Regions from separate parts of the Vulpes vulpes genome. Here region 2 is linked to region 1. Evidence: chromatin contacts called from public Hi-C data. All regions are on one chromosome and are shown on one strand. Each heading gives the region's core, a stretch centred on a gene start, on an enhancer-like site or on the middle of the called end of the contact. The rest is flanking DNA. Distances are from core to core; before and after follow the strand shown. Region 1 holds the start of CENPM (centromere protein M). Region 2 holds the start of SNU13 (small nuclear ribonucleoprotein 13).

Evidence for each region. A called contact is a pair of places that touch in the nucleus more often than the background predicts.
Region 2: a contact with region 1 is called in a Hi-C map of skeletal muscle, with 4 times the contacts expected there. The contact joins the promoter of SNU13 here to the promoter of CENPM in region 1. A contact is called at or near these places in 2 of 3 Hi-C or Micro-C datasets (both in skeletal muscle).

What each region holds. Positions count from the first base shown.
Region 1 is chr16:53,708,894-53,713,260 of VulVul3, forward strand. CENPM (centromere protein M) reads left to right here and starts at 1,616. Exons shown (of 6, transcript XM_026017373.2): 1 at 1,616-1,735; 2 at 2,238-2,317; 3 at 4,285-4,367. The coding sequence starts at 1,679.
Region 2 is chr16:53,918,475-53,922,733 of VulVul3, forward strand. It overlaps SNU13 (small nuclear ribonucleoprotein 13), which reads left to right and starts at 2,812. Exons shown (of 3, transcript XM_026017389.2): 1 at 2,812-3,204. The coding sequence starts at 2,947.

The DNA of each region.
Region 1 (4,367 bases), core at 366-2,865:
TGAGAGACACACAGAGAGAGGCACAGACACAGGCAGAGGGAGCAGATGCTCAACCACTGAAAAATATCACCCAGGTGATATTATCTGACTGAGCCACCCAGGTGCCCCAAGATAATGGGGTTTTTAAAAATAACTTTTTATTAGGGCACCTGGGTGGCTCAGTCAGATAAGCATCAGCTTTCTGCTCAGGTCCTGATCTTGGGATCTTGGGATGGAGCCCAGGATGGGGCTCCACCCCACTCAGTGGGGAGCCGGCTTCTCCCTTTCCCTTTGCCTGCTGCTCCCCCTGTTGTGCTCTCTCTCTGTCAAAAGGATAAATAAAATCTTTAAATATTTGTAAATATTTTTAAATTATTTTTAAATACACTCTACCCCTAGGATGCGGCTTGAACTCACAACCCCAAAATCAAGAGTGGCACACTTTTTTTTTTCTCTTTTTAAAGATTTTATTTATTTATTCATGAGACACACAGAGAGAGAGAGAAAGAAAGAGAAGCAGAGACACAGGCAGAGGGAGAAGCAGGCTCCATGCAGGGAGCCCGACAAAGGACTCGATTCCGGGTCTCCAGGATCAGGCCCTGGGCCAAAGGCGTCCCAAGAGTGGCACGCTTTACCAACTGAGCCAACTAGGCTCCCAAGACTTGCTATTTTAGGTAGGGTTGTTTAGGTAGGTTGTTAAAGGCCTCTCCAAAATTTTTAATTAAAAAAAATAGAAATTGATAAAAATTTTTAAAAATTTAAATAAATTAATTAAATATTTAAACGTTAAGAAAAAAATTTAATGAAAAAGAAAGGCTCCTCTGATAAAGTGGCACTGGAGCAGAAACATGGACAAAATGAGAAAACAAGCCAAGTGAGTATTTGGGAGAAGAGCTTTCTTTTCAGCCACAGGGTACCAACAAGGACAAGGCAGGAGGTAGAAGGATACTTGGAATATTTGAAGAACACCCTAGTGGCCCTTGTGACAAGGAGAGTGTAAGAGAGAGAAGAGCAGAAGATGAGGTCAGGGAGACTGTCAGGGATCACAACACACGGAGCCTCAAAGTCCACGGAAGGCATTTGCAATGTACTCTGAATGAAATGGGAACTTTGGGTGGATTTTGATCAGATTGTTTTAAAAAAGGATAACTCTGATTGCTGTGTGGGGAACAGCCACCCTGGGGACCATGCTGGAAGCAGGGAGCCAGTGACAAGTCCGCGTGAGAGATGACAGTGGCTTGTCCTGGTGGTGGCAAGAAGTAGTCAGCTTCTGGATGCATTTTAACACTAGAACCCACAGGCTTGCTTATGGATTGGATGAGGGTGTGAAGAAGAGGGGCCAAGAATGACCTCAATGTTTTGTTCTGAGCAGTTGCAAGGATGGAGTCAACTGAGCTGGGGATGACAAGGGAGGGGCGAGTTTGGAAGGAATCAAGAGTATGATGAATATGCATGAATGAGCGAAAATGAACGAATCAATCATTGAATTACCTTCTTTCTCTGAGGCGTGAAATAAAGGGCCTGTCCCACAGGCTTAAAAAGGGAGGTCAGGGTTCCTTTAAGAGGACCCCGCCCCGTTCCCCAAAGCCCCGCCCAAGCGGGAGTCACGTGCCTATCGGCCGCACACTTCTGGGCGTGCCGCCGAGTGGTTTGAAGGATCCGCGCGCGCCCCACAGCCGCGCTTCTTCCCGGGCCTGGGATGTCGGTGTTGCGGCCGCTGGACAAGCAGCCTGGCCTGAACACGGCCACCATCCTGGTAGGCGTCAGCCGTTCCGCTTCCCCCGCCTGCCTTTCTCTGTCAGCGGCGCCTCCGCTGCTCGCTCCTCTGGGCTCTCTGAGGTTCTGGCGCGCGCTTTTCGGCCCGGGGCGTGGTGGGCGGGAGAGCCACACTCTGAACCAATCGGAACAGCCGCCTTCTGAGGCTGGAGGACGTATCCACCAATAGGCGCGCGGCGGGCTCTTTTCCGGTTTCTGATTGGTGGAGTGGCCGGGCGGGGAGACTGGCCAAGTCCGGGAGCCTGCGTTCCAGGCTGGGCGGCTGCGGGGGCGGGGGCGGGGGCGGTCGTCGGAGGCGGTGGTCTGGCCGCGGGAGGGAGGGTCCGGGTGAGAACTGCTGTGCGGACAGGACCCGAGCGCCTGGCGGGGCCCTGGCTCGGTAAACCGCGCCGTGCGCGCGGGAGCGGGAACCCGGGAGTCGCGGTGCCGGGTCGATGGCCCGAGCCCCAGGCGTCAGTAGGCCGCCTTCTCTCCCTGGGCAGCTGGTGGGCACGGAAGATGCACTTCTGCAGCAGCTGGCCGACGCGATGCTCAAGGAGGACTGCGCCTCGGAGCTGAAGATGTACGTAGCTGAGGGCGGGGGTGTCCGATGGCTCCGCCACGGCCTGACTGTGCCCCGCTGCCAGGGAGGCGGGGGCAGGTGGGGCCGGCACCCCCCCACACCCCCCCACCCCCGCCCAGGCGTGATCTGCCCCCAGCTGAAGGATCCTCCCTCCCTCGGTCACATACTTCAGTTTTCCTCCAGCGCTTGTCACCGCAGGAAATGTCCTTGTTCACGTGTTAGTTTGCTTGTTTTCAGTCGGCCACCTCCATGAACCCCGAGGTCAGCCCCCCACCCCCAGGTCAAGGACTTTGACTTTTGTTCACTACTGAATGCCCAGTGCTTTGAACAGTACTTGGCACAGAGTAGTGTTCAGATCCTGCCCCCCGCCCCGCGCTGCCCCCAGATTTGGAGAAAAGTTGACTAAAGTAGTAATTTTGTTTTTCTTTTTCTAACTGATGGAGAGAAGAAACAGCTGCTGGTGTGAATCAAGTGACTGGATATAAGTGGGTGTCATTCTCCCTGATAGATAAGCTCTAGGGGCTCATGTTGAAGGGGAAGGATCCCAATCTAGAGGGTGTACCTTCGTGGGAATCAGAAACACCCATTACTAGGAGAATAAACCCCTTTATAGCATTTAAAGAATCCTATGAGGGGACAAGTTTAGACCACAGTGATGATGAGGGTGACATACCTGAGGTCACATAGCTCATAATTGGCATACCCGAGATTTGAGCCCACTTCCATCACCCTCCAAAGGGGTTCAGGCTTTTTTTTTTTTAAGATTTTATTTATTTGGGAACACCTGGGTGGCTTAGCGGTTGAGCCCGTCTGCTTGGGCTCGGGGTGTGATCCTGGGGTCCTGGGATCGAGTCCCACATTGGGCAGGCTCCCTGCATGGAGCCTGCTTCTCCCTCTGCCTGTGTCTCTGCCCCTCTCTCTCTGTGTTTCTCATGAATAAATAAATAAAATCTTTTTTTTTTAAAGTGCTCTTTAAAATTAAGTGTGCACTGTCAAATATTATGCATGATTTTCTACTTTAAAAAAACCTTCTTCGGGCAGCCCTGGTGGCTCAGCGGTTTAGCGCCACCTTCAACCCAGGGCCTGATCCTGGAGACCCTGGATCGAGTCCCGTGTCAGGCTCCCTGCATAGAGCCTGCTTCTCCCTCTGCCTGTGTCTCTGCCTCTCTCTGTCTCTCTCTCTCTCTGTCATGAATAAATAAATAAAATCTTAAAAAAATAATAAACTTTAAAAAATCTTTTTTGGGGGATCCCTGGGTGGCTCAGCAGTTTAGCGCCTGCCTTTGCCCCAGGGCGCGATCCTGGAGTCCCGGGATCAAGTCCCACATCAGGCTCCCTGCATGGAACCTACTTCTCCCTCTGCCTGTGTCTCTGCCTCTCTCTTTCTCTTTCTCTCTCTCTCTCTCTCTCTCTCTCTCATCATCAACAAATAAATAAATCTTAAAAAAAAAAAAAGATTTTATTTATTTATTTGATAGCACAAGCAGAGGGAAGGGGGAGAGGGAGAAGCAGGCTCCCCACTGAGCAGGGAACCCCATGCAGGGCTCTGTCCCAGGACCCTGAGATCATGACCTGAGCTGAAGGGAGATGCTTACTGACTGAGCCACCCAGGTGCCCCAGGGGTTCAGCCTTTAACCCCTAATCTTCATAGTCTAACACCCCACTTCTGAGTCTGATCTCCCTCCCAGCATGCAGTGTGGCTGGCTAGCCCCATTGCCATCTTATATCCTAAACTCCCTCTTTCCGAGGTGGTTACCAAATGGAGCTCCTTTCTGGCAGAAGGATTAAGTCTAGATAGGACCAGTTCTGCTCTGCCCCTGTGCTCACCTGAGGAGTCTAGCCCACAAGGGCATCTGGGGAATAGGTGAGGAGCCCTTGAGAGCCTCTTACCCCATGGAGGGCAGCATGTGAATAGTCCCTGTGATGTGGGTATATATATCTTTATCCTGCAGTTTCTCATTTTTCAGCCACCTGGCAAGATCCCTCCCTCTGCCCTCCGATGTGAATCGGCCTCGAATTGACCTGATCATGTTTGTGGTCAACCTTCACA
Region 2 (4,259 bases), core at 1,562-4,061, 210 kb after region 1:
GGGCTCCACATTAAGTAAGGAGTCTGTTTGATATTCTCTCCTTCTCCCTCTGCCCTTGTGTGCTCGCTCTCTCTAAAATAAATAAATCTTTTAAAAAAAATGGTGACCATCACAGAATTATTCACACTCTCTGATGGCATCTAATCCAGAGCAAATCTCACAATCCCTTAGACACTCCCTAAAATCACCTAATACAACCCAAATCCTACAGTAAATACTTTCTAACATCCTCTTATTGAGAAGGCTTATCATTCCTCATGTACATTCTCCCTTGGTGCAGTAAGTAATAAGACTATAAGGTGTGTTCCTGCTAATCCTTGGCTGGAGGGCATTGACAGTGGAGTGAGACTGTAGGGCTGGTTCTGCTCTCACAACCAACTCCCCTGGAATCTATGGACTTCGTGACAGATTTTTTCCCAAATTCCTTTTTGGCTGCATGCCAGCAAATTCCTTCGTGACAGAGTTTTTCCCAAAATCCTTTTTGGCTGCATGCCCACTACCCTTGGGCCAGTAATAGTGCCAGAAGATAGGTATCCAGAGTACCCAAGGAATCTACAAGACCTGCTCTCATAGAGCTCTAAGTGTGGTTGAAAAGGTGGATACCAAATAAGGGCAAGGTTGACAAGTGGTATACAGGCAAGTGCACAGAGCTGTGGGTCTATCCAGCGGGGACAGTTACCTGGTCTAGGTGATCAGGGAGGCTTCACTGAAGACATGATGAACAGGAGTTAGCTAAGCAAAACAGTGGAGCACATGACTCCCAACGAACGGTGATGGATGGGGTTGGAGAAATCAGGGTAGAAAAAGAAGGTAGGCAGAGCTGTTTTCATGGGGATGCAGGTGGGGACCGGTGGAGAGGGAACTGGTAAGCTATGGCAAGGATTTAAGATTTTAAGCACAAAAGTGTGGTAAAAGACAAATTTCTAAGACAGACTGATCTTGAGCATATGTCAACACAACTTACTAGCAAGGGAAACAACAAAACACAAAGGGTGACCTAGCTTTAAGAGAATTTGGAAATTGAGCCATTACAGTAATGATGTACTGTCTCATTACAGTAATAAAAACATCAGGGATGCCTAGGTGGCTCAGTTGGTTAAGTCTGCCTTTTGCTCAGGTCATGATCCCAGGGTCCTGGAATCGATCCCCATGTCTGGCTCCATGCTAAGCACGGAGTCCGCTTCTCCCTCTCTTTCTCCTCATGCTCTCTCTCTCACACACTCTCTCAAATAAATAAATCTTTTTAAAAAATCAAGTCCTCATCAGTCTTTACTGAGGAGACCTGAGATATGATGGTCCTAGGTGCCAGGTAGGCCAGATTAACAAATGGAAATTGTTACAAAGGATATTTAAAAAGCAAATAAGGCCACATCTAGGACTATAAATTGGAATTATGTTTAATTCCCCAACAATGGGGCAGCCCCCGTGGCTCAGCGGTTTAGCGCCGCCTTCAGCCCAGGGCATTATCCTGGAGACCCAGGACTGAGTTCCACGTCGGGCTCCCTGCATGGAGCCTGCTTCTCCCTCTGCCTGTGTCTCTGCCTCTCTGTGTGTGTCTCTCATGAATAAATAAATTTTTTTTAATTCCTCCAACAATGGTGGCTGACATGTCCCATTAATATGCAAACATAAACAGAATCTGAAAAGTGAGCAACAGAATCCAAACTACAGGTTCTACTCTTACACAAGAACCATCTATGAGCATTTCTTAACTTGGAGACAAATTTTGTTCTTTGACAAATTGTATAAGATTCGCATGAGGTGAAGTTTGATGGAGCAATTTTTTATGTAATTTATGTTCCATCCTGGAGCCAGTTCAAACCCATCCTGTTGCCCCATACTGCAACTGGTCTAGGCATAGCAGCCAGATTTGGCCGAAGTAACCCAAGCCAATAGCCAAAATCCCAGTCGTGGGATTGGACAAGAACCCAAGGTCCAGTTCTGGTTCAGCCACTGCCTCACTATGACTGTGGGCAAGCAGCTTCCCTTCTCTGGTCCTTAGTATCTGTAACATGAAGAAATTGCTGCATGATTCCTAAGGGTCCTGCTAGGTCTCTACCTCTAGGTTTCCAAAATAATTAACTAGAACTAGCCTGTAATGATCTAGTTTGGGTTAGATTCAAATGGTCCCAAGATGTGCATCATGTTGGAGAGAAATGAGTAAGGGCCCTAAGGATCAGGAAGGACTTCTTGGAGGTGGTGAGGCATGAGTCTACCTTTAAATAATGGAGATTTGGAGCAGCATAAAGAAAAGAGCAGTATGCTGGGCAGAAGAAAATCAGTGTTCTTCGACATATCCAAACTCAAGCTGACAGAAACTCAACCCTCACCCGCAAACCTGCTCTTCTTCCTGAATTCCCTATTCAGTGGATTGTTTCCGGTGGACTCTACGTTTCCCACCAGTATTGTAGCAAGGATAGATAAGTACGAGGGCGCCTGGATGGCTCAGTTGGTTTAAGCATCTGCCTTCTGTTCAGATCATGATCTCCCGCATCTTGGGAGAGAGCCCAAGGGGCTCCTGGGCTCTGGCTCAGCAGGGAGTCTGCTCCGTCCTCCCCCTCCTGCTAGAGCTATCTCTCTCAAATAAATAAACAGGTAAATAAAATCTTTAAAAAAAAAAGAAAAGGATATCTTTTTTTTTTTTTTTTTTTTAATGATAGTCATCCCGGGGGGGGGGGGGGGGGCGGAGACACAAGCAGAGGGAGAAGCAGGCTCCATGCACCGGGAGCCCGACGTGGGACTCGATCCCAGGTCTCCAGGATCGCGCCCCGGGCCAAAGGCAGGCGCCAAACCGCTGCGCCACCCAGGGATCCCGAAAAGGATATCTAAATATGAAGAAAAACATTTAGGATTACCCATCATTATCTCCATGCCATTCCTTCGCTAGTGCCAAAAAGACGATTTCTGAAAGCACAAGAACGTGCTCAAAGATAAACAGGCAATGGAATGATGATACCGCCAAAGATTTATAATATAATGACAACAAAAATAGCAAATTGCGATTCCTCTCCCCAAACCTACGCGACCCCGCAGGCGCCTTTAGAGCTCGAGATCCGCCCGCTTCTCGTGACGTTACTTCCGCTTCCTCCGCACGCGGCCATTTCCACTCGTCCGGCGCGACTTCCCGGCCGCGGCGCGCGCGCTCCCGTTCTGACGTCGCCGGCGCTCCCTGAGGGGTGGCGGGACCGCGGAATCGCAGAGATGGTGAGTCCCTGCGCCTGGCGCCGGGGCTGGGAAGCGGGAGCCTCCGGGTTCAGGCCACGCACTAGCCTGCCGGGGCTTAGAACGGAACGTATGCTGTCTATGCCCCCCCGCCCAGGGGTTAGACCTCCGGCGGCCGAGAACTCCCAGCTGCCGCGCCCCGAGTGAGAGCTCGGGCAGCCGCGGGACCCCAGGAGCCCCGCTCGAGGTTCTAACTCGGGAAGCCTTAGGGCCCCAACTGCCGTGGTCGGGGGTACTTTCCGGCACTCTGTGCACATGGCCGAAAGTGTCAGGGGGTGGGGTGGAGGAGTCCTGGCCTAGCGTGGGAGAAGGAGACCAACCCACGTGGGAGAGAGGAGAAAGTTGGATGAGAAGACTTGGTTCCATCTTCTTTTATTTTTTTGGGGGGGGGGGGGGATCGCTAGAAGATGGTGTGGAACCCTGGGTTCAGTCAATCTCCCCTACCCTAACTTCCCCCTTTGTTGATGTTTGGGAGAGGGAGATTTGGATCTCCGTGGGTCTGCGCCTGTAGTGCCCGCCGCGAGTTACACGTGCCAGGGACTTAAAGGAGCCTTTGGCGTTTGTGGGCTGTGGGAAGTGTGGAGTGACTCCAGACCCCGGCCTGGGGTTGACGAAAGGCTTCTGCGAGGCGGTGGTCTGAGAAATCAGAGGTCCTGGAAATCGGTAGCACCACGTGCAACTTCTCTAAGCTGTTGGTGGTTTCCAGCCTTTAATCAACTCCTGTAGCTTGGTACCTAGTTTTGTTTAGTACTTGGTAAGAAGGAAGAGTTTGCAAAGAGCTTCCACTTAACATAGTGAGGTTTAATCCTTCCAGCGGAGCTTGGATCCCAACTTGGATCCCGTTGGGTTCCTCCCCGCCCCCCATCTCCTATTTTGAAGCTAGTATGTGGCTGAGCCTAGAACTTGAAGCTTCTAAACCAGCTCATCTTACACCATTCCACGAAAAGTTTTGGAGGAAGGTGGTCTCAAGTTGAACTTAAATTTCTCTCAACTGTTAAAGTGGGGATAAGATGCATGAGGATGTCGTGAGAGTTGAA